Linked DNA regions of Sus scrofa: region 1 is linked to region 2. Evidence: chromatin contacts called from public Hi-C data. All regions are on one chromosome and are shown on one strand. The core of a region is the stretch at or near the end of the contact, and the rest is flanking DNA. Distances in the headings are between cores, read along the strand shown.

What was found. Hi-C and Micro-C count contacts between places; a contact is called where the count stands out from the background.
Region 1: a Hi-C map of skeletal muscle shows a contact between it and region 2, with 4 times the contacts expected there. The contact joins the promoter of UHMK1 here to the enhancer-like site in region 2. A contact is called at or near these places in 1 of 5 promoter capture datasets (liver), 4 of 47 Hi-C or Micro-C datasets (alveolar macrophages, embryonic fibroblasts, retroperitoneal adipose tissue and 1 more) and 2 of 2 datasets of contacts at active chromatin or transcription factors (alveolar macrophages and skeletal muscle).

Annotation. Positions count from the first base shown.
Region 1 is chr4:88,050,742-88,056,160 of Sscrofa11.1, forward strand. UHMK1 (serine/threonine-protein kinase Kist) reads right to left here and starts at 2,194. Exons shown (of 8, transcript XM_021089503.1): 1 at 1,751-2,194; 2 at 132-424. The coding sequence starts at 2,018.
Region 2 is chr4:87,977,190-87,982,635 of Sscrofa11.1, forward strand. It overlaps UAP1 (UDP-N-acetylhexosamine pyrophosphorylase), which reads right to left. Exons shown (of 10, transcript XM_001928643.6): 3 at 2,199-2,403. Among named protein-coding and RNA genes, the nearest start is that of UAP1, 14 kb to the right of the region's middle. Within about 2 kb of position 1,437, at least 11 of the 83 cell types and tissues checked have an H3K27ac peak or open chromatin away from gene starts, as enhancers often do. A contact at or near this core is called in skeletal muscle, where this site is marked.

The DNA of each region.
Region 1 (5,419 bases), core at 944-3,443, 74 kb after region 2:
CTGCTTAATCCCCAGTCACTTCAGTATTTTATACAGAAATATCTCTTTTAAGTCTCCACTAAACTACCTCTGTTATTTTAAAATATTTGGCTTAGACAATTGAGTGGGTGAGGAGGGAAAATAAGTCTTACCTGATTGCCTTCTTTGAAGCTAAGTCCAAAGTCAATGAGTTTAAAACATTCATTCTCGGCACTCCACAATATATTACGTGGTTTGAGGTCTGCATGGACATAACCCTCATGATGAAGAAAAGCAAGGGCCTCTAGAACATCTCTGGCACAATGCTGTATCATCCACATGGAACAACCTTGGTGACTGGAATATAAAAGCAATTCCGAAACACTGACATCCAGGAGTTCAAGCAAGAGACAGCGTGATGGCACATTTGGAGAAAAGTGGATTGTAAAAACTCCATATAAAGTCACTAGAAAAAGAAACAAATTGTAACACTTTAAAAACCAGACTCAGAGTAAGTGACTACTAAAGTAGATACAAATTTGAGGTAGTCTAGAAAAGGATTAATGTTATGAGCAAGCAAGCCACCGTAATTTATTTTTCCCATTAGTAAGATTTTTGGGCAAGTGGGTTATTTTATTTTAATAAAATAAGAGGACCTTCAACAGTGGATTACAATTCAAAGATATTAAATATGGCACATAATTAAAATTGTGCTTCCCAAGCACTCAGAGATGAGTGAATATGCACTTTGGGTGCCAAGCAAAAATGAGCAAAAGAAAAATCCAAATACTAAGTATTCTTAAGGCAAATGTCACAATGTACAAAACCAAAACTGAAGATTGGTTCTTGATCCAAAATAGCACTATATAATTAAATATTAAAAGGAGAGGTCAAGACATTCAAGATGACATTTTAACCTAATCTTTTAGAGTCAACAAGTCCTTAGGCCTATAAAAATGTAAAATATTTCCCTCTTAAATATCAGATTTTACCTACATCATTCAGGAAACCTTAAAAAAGAAAAAAAAGGGGGGGCAACACTATTAAGAAATTCTTCTCCAAATGGTAATATTAAAAAGGTCACTATTCACAATAAATATGGATCATGCTTGTCAGTAAGTAATATATCTATGAGCCAAAGTCATAATTAAATGCTCTCTGTTGGTGTATTAGCAATGAAAACTATTTTCACAGCTCAATCATCAGTAATCATTACATATCTTACATTGTGAATATCTGAATCATGAAACATGGTCTTAAGTGGGTAAAAGTATAAAGTGCGTATGTATCATTTTCACATTTCTATAAGGATTCTTATGAAAAATTTGGGAGTCATTTCTCCCAAATCCATACAAAAATTATGTATCAGGTAACATCTATATCAGCTATTAGCATTGACGTCACAAGTACTAGAACTATCTCCCATTTTTCACTGGTATGCAAAGATTCAAAAATTTCCGAACAAGACATGACAATCTAGTAAAGACATGCCTCCTTTCACTACAGAAGATAATTCTCTGTGCTAGTAAGTGCAGCATTTTCCAAACAGAACTGAAGCAAAACAGAATTTATTGAGCATCTACTATAGAACACTGGGCAAAGCGGCCCACCGTATTACAGTCAGTATGAGAGTGAAAGGGGGATGGGAAAGGGTCCTGGGTTGGGTGATAAGGCCAGGGCCGGACCTACTTCTCCCGCCTAAAAGACAGAAGACCGTACGCTAGGCCGAGAGGGGGAGTGTACGCTTGCTCTGAGACCTGGTTAAGAAGAGAAGGGAGATATTGGCAATTACCGATGTTCCTGTGACCCTGCAACTGTTCCAACGCTGCCCTCTCTTTGCGGAAACCATACTCGGCGGCCGAGGCCGCAGCCCCGGTGGTTCCTGGCGGTAAGAACTGCTTCAGGGCGCCGGGGGGTGAGCCAGGAGTGCCGCAGCAGCGCACCCGATACACCGAGGCAGAGGAGCCGCTACCCAGGCGGCTCTGTACCTGCCACAGCCGCCCGAAAGCTTCCAGAAACCGCGGCGGCTCCGCGCCCCACGCACAGCCGGATCCAGCCATCGGTGTGGACTGAGGGCACTGACACGGAGCTGACGCGACGCCCGAGGCAGGCCGGCAGGGCCCTCGGTCACATCCCCGCCCGCCGGACCAGCGGCTCTGCAGGGAGGGGCCTGCAGCCGCCTCACCGACTGCCGGGACCTCAGGCCGCCATGACACCGGAAGCCGTCTGCGCCCGGGTCCCAGAAGCCGGAAATGGAGGAAGAGCCAATCTTACAAGCTGAAGGGCGGGCCCAGAAAGGGCGGAGTCTAGAATTGATTAGGTGAATTAGGTTTGGAGGAAAGGACTGAGGGAGAGAGTTAAGCGTTAGAGAGTTCTTAATATTCTAGGCCCAATGTTAACCGCTTTCACACACAGTCACCTAAAACTAAAACTTATTTTTGTTCTTGCTGAGGCACCCCACCTCACCTTTGGGAAGCTTGGAAAGTAAAACCCTGCCTACATGTCTCATAGCCAGGATCCAAAGGAAATACCCCAGTTGCTAAAGGAATGGATTTACCACCACCTCCTCGCTCTGTTCCCTAGTGGTTATAATTCCGGATGCCCAGGCTTCTGTGCTTCTCTTAGTTTCCTTTGCCTTTGGCTGCCTAGTCAAAAAGCAGCCTCCCTGGGCAAACGTGGATCTTTTACAAACGTTTGTTTTTCATTTATTCATTCGATTTTTTTTACTCATTTGACAATTTTTTATTAACAAGTGTAAAAAATCGGAATCTCGGTCCACAAACGAGGATGTGTAATAAATGTATTCTTCCTTATTATTCTGTGTTCAACTTTTTCAAGCTCCATTCAGATGGGGTGGCACAAAATTAGTATGACCATTTGCCTCCATCACCTTTTCCTCAGGTTTTGTCCAAGTTTCCAGGTAAATGAGGTGGTTTATGTGGGGATTGAGGGGTTGAGCTCTGCTTTTCAGTATCATTGGTTATTGTCTTGCCAGGTTGCCACTGAAATATGCCTTATTTCTGTCTGTATGACCCTTTCAGGGTCTGGATTAGGAAAAGTTCTCTGCACTCTCTGCCATTTCTAACAATCATTTTCTTCTATAGCTGAAGTCTCAACTAATCTCTTGAGAACTTGGGCTTTTGTGATACAAAAAACAAAACTCACAAGCTCCCCTAAGGCAGTGAACACAGACATTTATTTGCTTATATAAAGGGGAAGGCAAAGTGGAGAAGCTGAGGTGTGGAAGGGAACTTAGGTCATGAATAGAGAGGAGATTCGAAATAGAAATTAACCATGATTTCAAAAATTTTGAGTTGGTAGAATGAATTAGATGTGTATATAATTATAATCCAAGGGTCAAGGTAAAAAGGAGGCGCAGGTAAATTGCTAGAACTCTGTAGAGGAACTCTTAGCAATTCACCCATTAGAAAAGTGTGAGTAAAAAGAAGCATTTCATTTCAGTCTATTTTGTTGAAATTGAATGTATTATAATCAGAGATAGCAAATGCTGAATTTCTAGAAGTTGATTAGGTTCTCCTTTGTGAAAAGTATCCATTGTTATAATCCATGTCTTGGTTGCATTTAAACTTTTTCCCCAAATGCTAGAATCAGAAGTTATCGGTCTGAAAATATTCTGCAGTAGATTTTAATTATGTTTTTCCAACCCCTTCAAAAATGAAAGTAATGACTCTGTGGTAGCTAGTCTTCAAACTGGCCCCCAATGTTCCTAGTCTCCTAATATTCACTTTCTGTTATCATCTCCTCTCACATTGAATAGGGTTGATCTGTGTAAGCAATAGGATAGTGTGTAAATAATGGCGTGTGACTTTCTAGGTCATAAAAGATGTTGAAGCTTCTATCTTGTTATCTCTTTGATCACTTGTTTTTGGGGAAACTAGCTGCCTTAACATGAAGCCCCTCAAGACCGCTATGGCCATGGTAAGGAACTGAGGCCCCTCGCCAACAGTCATATGAGTGAGGCATCTTGGAAGAAGGTTTTCCAGTCCCCGTCAAAGACTTTCCAGTCCCTGCAGAATGACTGCAGGTCTAGCTGAAATCTTGACTGCACACTCTTGAAAGAACCCTAAGCTAGAATCACCTCTCTAAGCCACTTCTGAATTGAATCCTACAGAAATTATGTGTGACAACGAATGTTTAGTATTAAGTTGCTAAGTTTTGGAGTAATTTATCATGTAGCAGTAAAACACTATAAACTAGAAAGGAATAAATATGTAATTCATGTCTGTAAAATTTAACATTATTATAAAATTGCCTTAGAGACAAGTTGTATATAGTTATGCTCTAATTAGCAGAGCACATCACTTACCGTACCCATGTCAGTACAAGGCATTATGATTAATTTTTTTCTTTTTAATTTTATAAGTAATAAGTGACATTTTGAGACAGTTTTTAGATATTTCATTTTTCTCTTCTGTAAATTTTCTTGCAAGATTACCTTGTAGATTTCCTTTTCCCCTTTACTTTCCTCACTCCTATTGTATTTCTGACTAGGTCCTCTTCTTTCTCTGGGACTGGTACATGCCTGGAAATACCAGAGGCTCACTTGGAATTCCAGTCTCTAACTGTAAGAAGGAATCAACTACCCCTCTCTACCATTCTTTCTCCTCTTCTGAACAATATCTCTTTGCCATGTGCTATGGATTGAATGTTTGTGTGCCCCCAGATTCATATGTTTAAACCCCAATCATTAATGTGATAGTATTTGGAGATGGGAACTCTGGGAGGTAATTGCATCATGAGGGTTCCACCCTCATGATGGTATTAGTGTCCTTATAAGAAGAGACACAAGAGAGCTTACTTTTTATTTCTGCTCTCCGCCATGTGAGGATACAAGAAGTTGGCAGTCTGTAAACTAAAGGGGCCTTCACAAGGAACCCAACTATGCTGGCACCCTGATCTCAGACTTCCAGCCCCAAGAATTATGAGAAATAAATTATTGTTTAAGCCACCCAGTCCGTGGTAATTTGTTATAATAGCTTAAATTGATTATGGCACAATGATATCATAAACTTTGGCCACCTGAGAATTCCTATAATAGAATCTATTTCTTCCTGGTTGTAAGTATATATTTCAAGAGACTTTGTTCTCATTCCCTTGTTCTACACTTTCAGGTAGGTGGACCAATCAGTGTTCTGTCAGGTCATTTCCCATCTTTTCAATTCTCACATCCCCTTCAATGTCAAAAGCAACTTTAGAAGGAGGCTGAGCCAGGACCATTGACTATTGCTTTGTGGGTCTAGAGACCAAGCCCTGGCTTCAATCTACCACTTAACATCTATGTGACCCTAAGTAAACTAACCAAACTCCCTTGACCAAGTTTCTTTGGCTAATTTTAAGTTGGGATGAAATATCTGTTTTGTACAATTAAACAAAACAACAAATGTAGATTATCTGATGAAGTACCTGACATACAATGGGGTCTCAGTAAGATTTGCTCCTT
Region 2 (5,446 bases), core at 187-2,686:
GTGGCATAGGCCAGTGGCTACAGCTCCGATTAGACCCCCTAGCCTGGGAACTTCCATATGCTATGGGTGCAGCCCTAAAAAGACAAAAAAGAAAGAAAGAAAGAAAATCTGAGAGCATTGTTTCTTATTAACTCCCTTCATCCAATTCCTGGATAAGGTAACATTAGCTGCTATCCAAGGGGGATTTCTGCCAGTAACTTCATCAATCCTTATGTATAAAATAAATCTGTAGCAATATTAAAATATATCTCCTGCAACAGAGAGCCTGTAATTGTTCAATAAAACATTTTAGAACTCTGTGAAAAGCGTATTCTAATTTAAAAGCTCCTATTCTACTAAACAGAAGGAAAGGGTAAATGCAATACAGTCTAATTATCTCATGGTTCTTTATACTAAAATTTTGAAATGAAACCTGGGCTCTGTTCACTCTTTATTTAGAATCATAAAAGTAGAATTATACTCTGTGGTCACAAAAATTCAACCCATAACAGTGTAGTAAAAGAGAAAAAAAAATTTATCTAAAACCACAATTAGTGACTGCAATAGCTTTTGCCCTTACTAAAATGTAAACTACATATAAGGAGGGATTTTTGACTGTTTCAGTTAGCGATATAGTCCCAGTATCTAAAAGTAGGCATTCAATATCTGTCAAATGAGGAAATGAAGAAAATTACATAATTTTCCAGCATAGTCAACATCTGCCCAATTAACAAATTATCCTGGGTATTATGAACTCTGGCACAAAAACTTTGGGTATTGTGATTTAGATAACAAAAGTAGTGGCTAAATTGTTCCACATAAGAAAAGCACATAAATTCTGAGTTGTGAGAAGAAAGAGAGAGAAGAAAATCCAACATAATGGTGGGGGGCCAGGGCTGAAAGTAAAATGTTGGCCACTTAGAACACAGATGTCTTCAAAAATCCCCAAGGGAATCAAGATGAGAGGGGGAAATAGTTCACAGCTGGCCAATATCCTGGTTAAGAGCTAGAAACACGGAGGAAATCACAAAAAGCCTATGTTTTAAATGCATCAGAGAGCTACAAAGGCAACAGGGACTAAAACTAAAATTCAAGACTGGGTGAGTCTTTCAAAGGAGAGCTAAGAATATGCAGCTGGTCTTTCCCTGTAGGTATCTGCTGATCTGGGGTAAAGGCTAGAGCTAGGGAATTTGAGCTTGGACCAGGCAGAAGGACAGAGAAACCAGCAGAACTTTTGTTGGTCACCTGGGGCTAAAATAACAAGACTAGGGACTTGAGGGAATCCAGCACACAGCTGGTTTCCCTCTCAAAACAACTTCCCAAGCTGCTCTGAGAAAGAGATTAAAGGACTAAATCAAAACCTTCTAAAAAACAGACCAGAACTTCCCGTAATCTCTTGGCATTTAGCAAACAAACGCTGGCCAAGATGAGCCCTGAGGACTCGGCACACTAGCAGAGACCAAGCTTAGTCCAGAGCAGAGAAATCAGTGGGGCGGGAGAAGGCAGTTTCAGGAGGACCAGATAACCCGATACTTGAGGATATGAGTTTCTAGAGTAAAAGAACCCACTGAGTGCCCAGAGTAATAACTGAAAATAGATCCATACTGGAGTTCCCTTGTGGTGCAGCAGGTTAAGGCTCTGGCATTGTCATTGCAGCAGCTCAGGTCGCTGCTGTGGCGCAGGTTCAATCCCTGGCCCAGAAACTTCCCCAGGCAGCAGGTGTAGCCAAAAAAGAAAAAAGAAAATAGATCCATACCACGTCAACATGAAACTTGATGCTAAAGCTAAGAGGCCCCAAATGCTTTCAGAGCAAGAGTTGAAAAGAAAAAAAAAAAAAAAGATTGGGAATCCCAATGGCAGTGGACTTCTCAAAAGCAATGCTGAAACAATAAAGCAATGCCTTCAAATTTCAGAAAAAACTGATTTTCAATCAGAAATTCTATACATAGATAAACTTCCAAACAGCATGAAGTTTCTAGACTGAGTTCTCAAAGGTTCTCAGGTAGGGAATGAGAGTTGGAGGTGAGTATATATGGCTCACTAAGGCTATAGTGATCATCATCTAGCTATAATACATATTACTTTAACATGGATAGTAAATTATAGCTCCCAAGAAAATCAGTAGTAACAGGAAATTCTGCCTATGAATAAAGTAAATACACATTTGAATACTATAAACCAATAGTTCAGACCCTCTCCCATAAAGGGATCTATCTTACCATGGAATGATACATTTGTTGCCATGATATTTTTCAGCTAACTGCTGAAGCTTCAGGATACGCTCTGCTTGAATCTGAAAAAGCGTCTTATGGGATGGCAAACCAACATCATACATCCCCTTGGGATAGGCAACACCAAGTCTTGTCCCCTGCCCACCGGCGAGAAGAAGAACTGCCACTTTGTTCTGCGAAATCTGGAAAAGTCCTAAAAAAGAAAACACCTGTATCATAAAACCTTTGTAATTCAACCCTTTAGGACTACAAATACGAACATAGCTGCAAAGAGTTACCCTATGTACAAAAGGCATAAAGAACAAGGATACATGGATGAGTATCTTGCTAATAAAAACATTTTGTTAAAAGTTAAATTTATAAAACTCAACCAAACCATAAATAATATAAATAATATACTTTAATGAATTAATAATTTTTATTCTGATAAGGTTGGAAGGCAAAGACCAGGAAATGTTACAAATGTTTTACCAATACTTGACAATTTACTTGACAACTTAGATAGGGCAAGTCAAGAAAAAGAGGATGAAAGAAGATCCCTAGGCTTCAGGATGAATGATGCCACCATTATATTACCTCCAGCCTATAAATCAATTGATACAATTAATCAATGAACATGCAAACATACTAGACAAGCTACCTACCATCCAGTAAACGTAAAGAAAAGAAACCCTGAGTTGGGAAAGTAGTGCAGGACAATGGTTACATAAGCCAGGCTCTTAAATCAAGACACCTGGGTTTGAAACACAACTGAATGAGTTCAGGGGATTTGCCTGCAAAAGGGTATTAGGAGACTTTGTGGTATGATGGAAATATTTTATATCTTGATGGGGTGACAGTTACATGAGTGTATAAATTATTAGAAACTCAAAACTAGTACATTTTAAAAAATCTTTTGGCTGCACCCACAGCATACAGAAGTTCTGGGGCCAGGGATCGAACCCACACCACAGTAGCAACCTGAGCCACAGCAGTGACAACGCCAGATCCTTAACCCGCTGTGCCACCTGGGACTTCCAAAGCTAGTACATTTATTGTATGTACTATAAATGTATAGTACATACTAGTATATATTGTATGTAATTATACTTCAATAAAACTGATCATGATGCCTTCTTTTTTAAACAGGCCATCTGGAGTTCCTGTCGTGGCGTGGTGGTTAACGAATCCGACTAGGAACCATGAGGTTGCGGGTTCGGTCCCTGCCCTTGCTCAGTGGGTTACCAATCCAGCGTTGCCGTGAGCTGTGGTGTAGGTCTCAGACGTGGCTCGGATCCTGTGTTGCTGTGGCTCTGGCGTAGGCCAGTGGCTACAGCTCCGATTTGACCCCTAGCCTGGGAACCTCCATATGCTGCGTGAGCGGCCCAAGAAATAGCAAAAGGACAAATAAATAAATAAATAAATAGGCCATCTACTGCAGCTCATAAGGACGTGAAACTTAATGGGTTTTTTTGAAACTATAAATGAAACTATAAATGTTATTAAAAGACAGACGTTCTCAGTTTGGATGAAAAAAAGAGCAAAAGCAAAATTTTGCCATATACCATTTCTAAGAGCTACTTCTTCACTCTAAGGTGGACAGTTTCAACACCAGAAGGCAGAGAAGCTTCTGGGGAGAGGCATCACAGGGACTGGGTCTCTGGGAAGCTAGAAAAGCTGTAAGAGGTCAGATGAGATAAAGCAACAGTTGGTGGATCTTGTCCTATTTTCCAAATTTCATACTTTCATTAAAATTCTCAGAATTTCTATGAACAAGGCAGGCCACTATCCACAATTGTAGGCCAAGCCAGAGGAGACAGTGGTGGCCAGTATCAATTATTATCTTTGTTGCTGTTTTTTATATCTTTAGGTATGTGGTGTTTGCCTAATTTACCAACTGTGTGCTTTATGTGTTTTTGATATAATAGGCTTTCCCTAAAGCTAATACGCTCATATGTCATGAACTTAGAGAAATATTCTTGGAGTTCCCCTGGGACACAATAGGATTGGTGGCATCTCTGAAATGCCAGGATGCAGGTTTGATCCCTGGCCCAGCACAATGGGTTAAAGGATCTGGCATTGCCACAGCTGCAGCATAGATTGCAACTGCAGCTCAGAGCTGATCCCTAGCCTGGGAATGCCATATGCCATGGTGCAGCCAAAAAAGAAAAAAAACACATGTATATTCTTATTTATTTTGGCTGCACCCATAGCATGTGGAAGTTACCAGGCCAAGGATCAGACTCATGCCACAGCAGCAACCCAAGCTGCTGCAGTGACAACACCAGGTCCTTAACCTGCTGAGCCACAAGGAAACTCCAAGAAATATTCTTAAGACTATTAAGAACTGTCTCAGTCCCGAATCTACAATCTATCTTCATTACAGTAAATAAGTGTAGCCAAGGACATTATGCAGGAACTTTTTAACTTTTTCAATCAAAATAATTTAAGAGAGTTCCCACTGTGGCTCAGGGATAATGAACCCAACTAGTATCCATGAGGACATGGGTTTGATCCCTGGCCTTGCACAGTGGGTTAAAGGATTCCACATTGCCATGAACTAAGGTGTAGGTCACAGATGCAGCACGGAACCCGTGTTGCTGTGGCTAGTGTAGGCCAGCAGCTGTAGCTCCAATGTGACCCCTAGCCAAGGAACTTCCATATGCTGTAGTCTGGCCCTAAAAAGCAATAATAACAATAATAATAATAATAATTTAAAAGCATGTTACATATTTCCATAATTTTCATTTTTGATAGGAAGCTGAGACTTAGCTACCTGACCATTCATTTCCTTTCTTCCTTGCCTATAGCTAGATGGTCCTTGTTATTTTCTCTGCTGCATTTCACTGTACCTCAACAGAGTTTGAAAATATGATATCAGGGGTAATGGTAGACCCCAAAACAGTAACTATAATCCAAGAGATAGGTTTGATTTCCTCCACCGTAGAGCTAACAGGCTCAGAGGAGTTAAGGGTCTTGCCCAAGCTCACAGGGCTAATAAATGCGAATCAGGATGAGACCCTGACTCCAGGGCCTCTTCACCAGCACTACTCTGCCTCCAGCAGTCTCTTATCACACCCAAACATTTAGCAGATAACTCATGCAGCACTATAATTTTTAGGGGTGTAAACTTTGTTCCTATTTCCTTCTTGCCCTTCTTTCTCTTTTCCACTGAATTCATGAGAGGCTGTGCTGCCTTTCCCTTATCTATCTTACCCATCACCCTACATGGAAAAGCTGCTGAGCTGGGAAGAGCC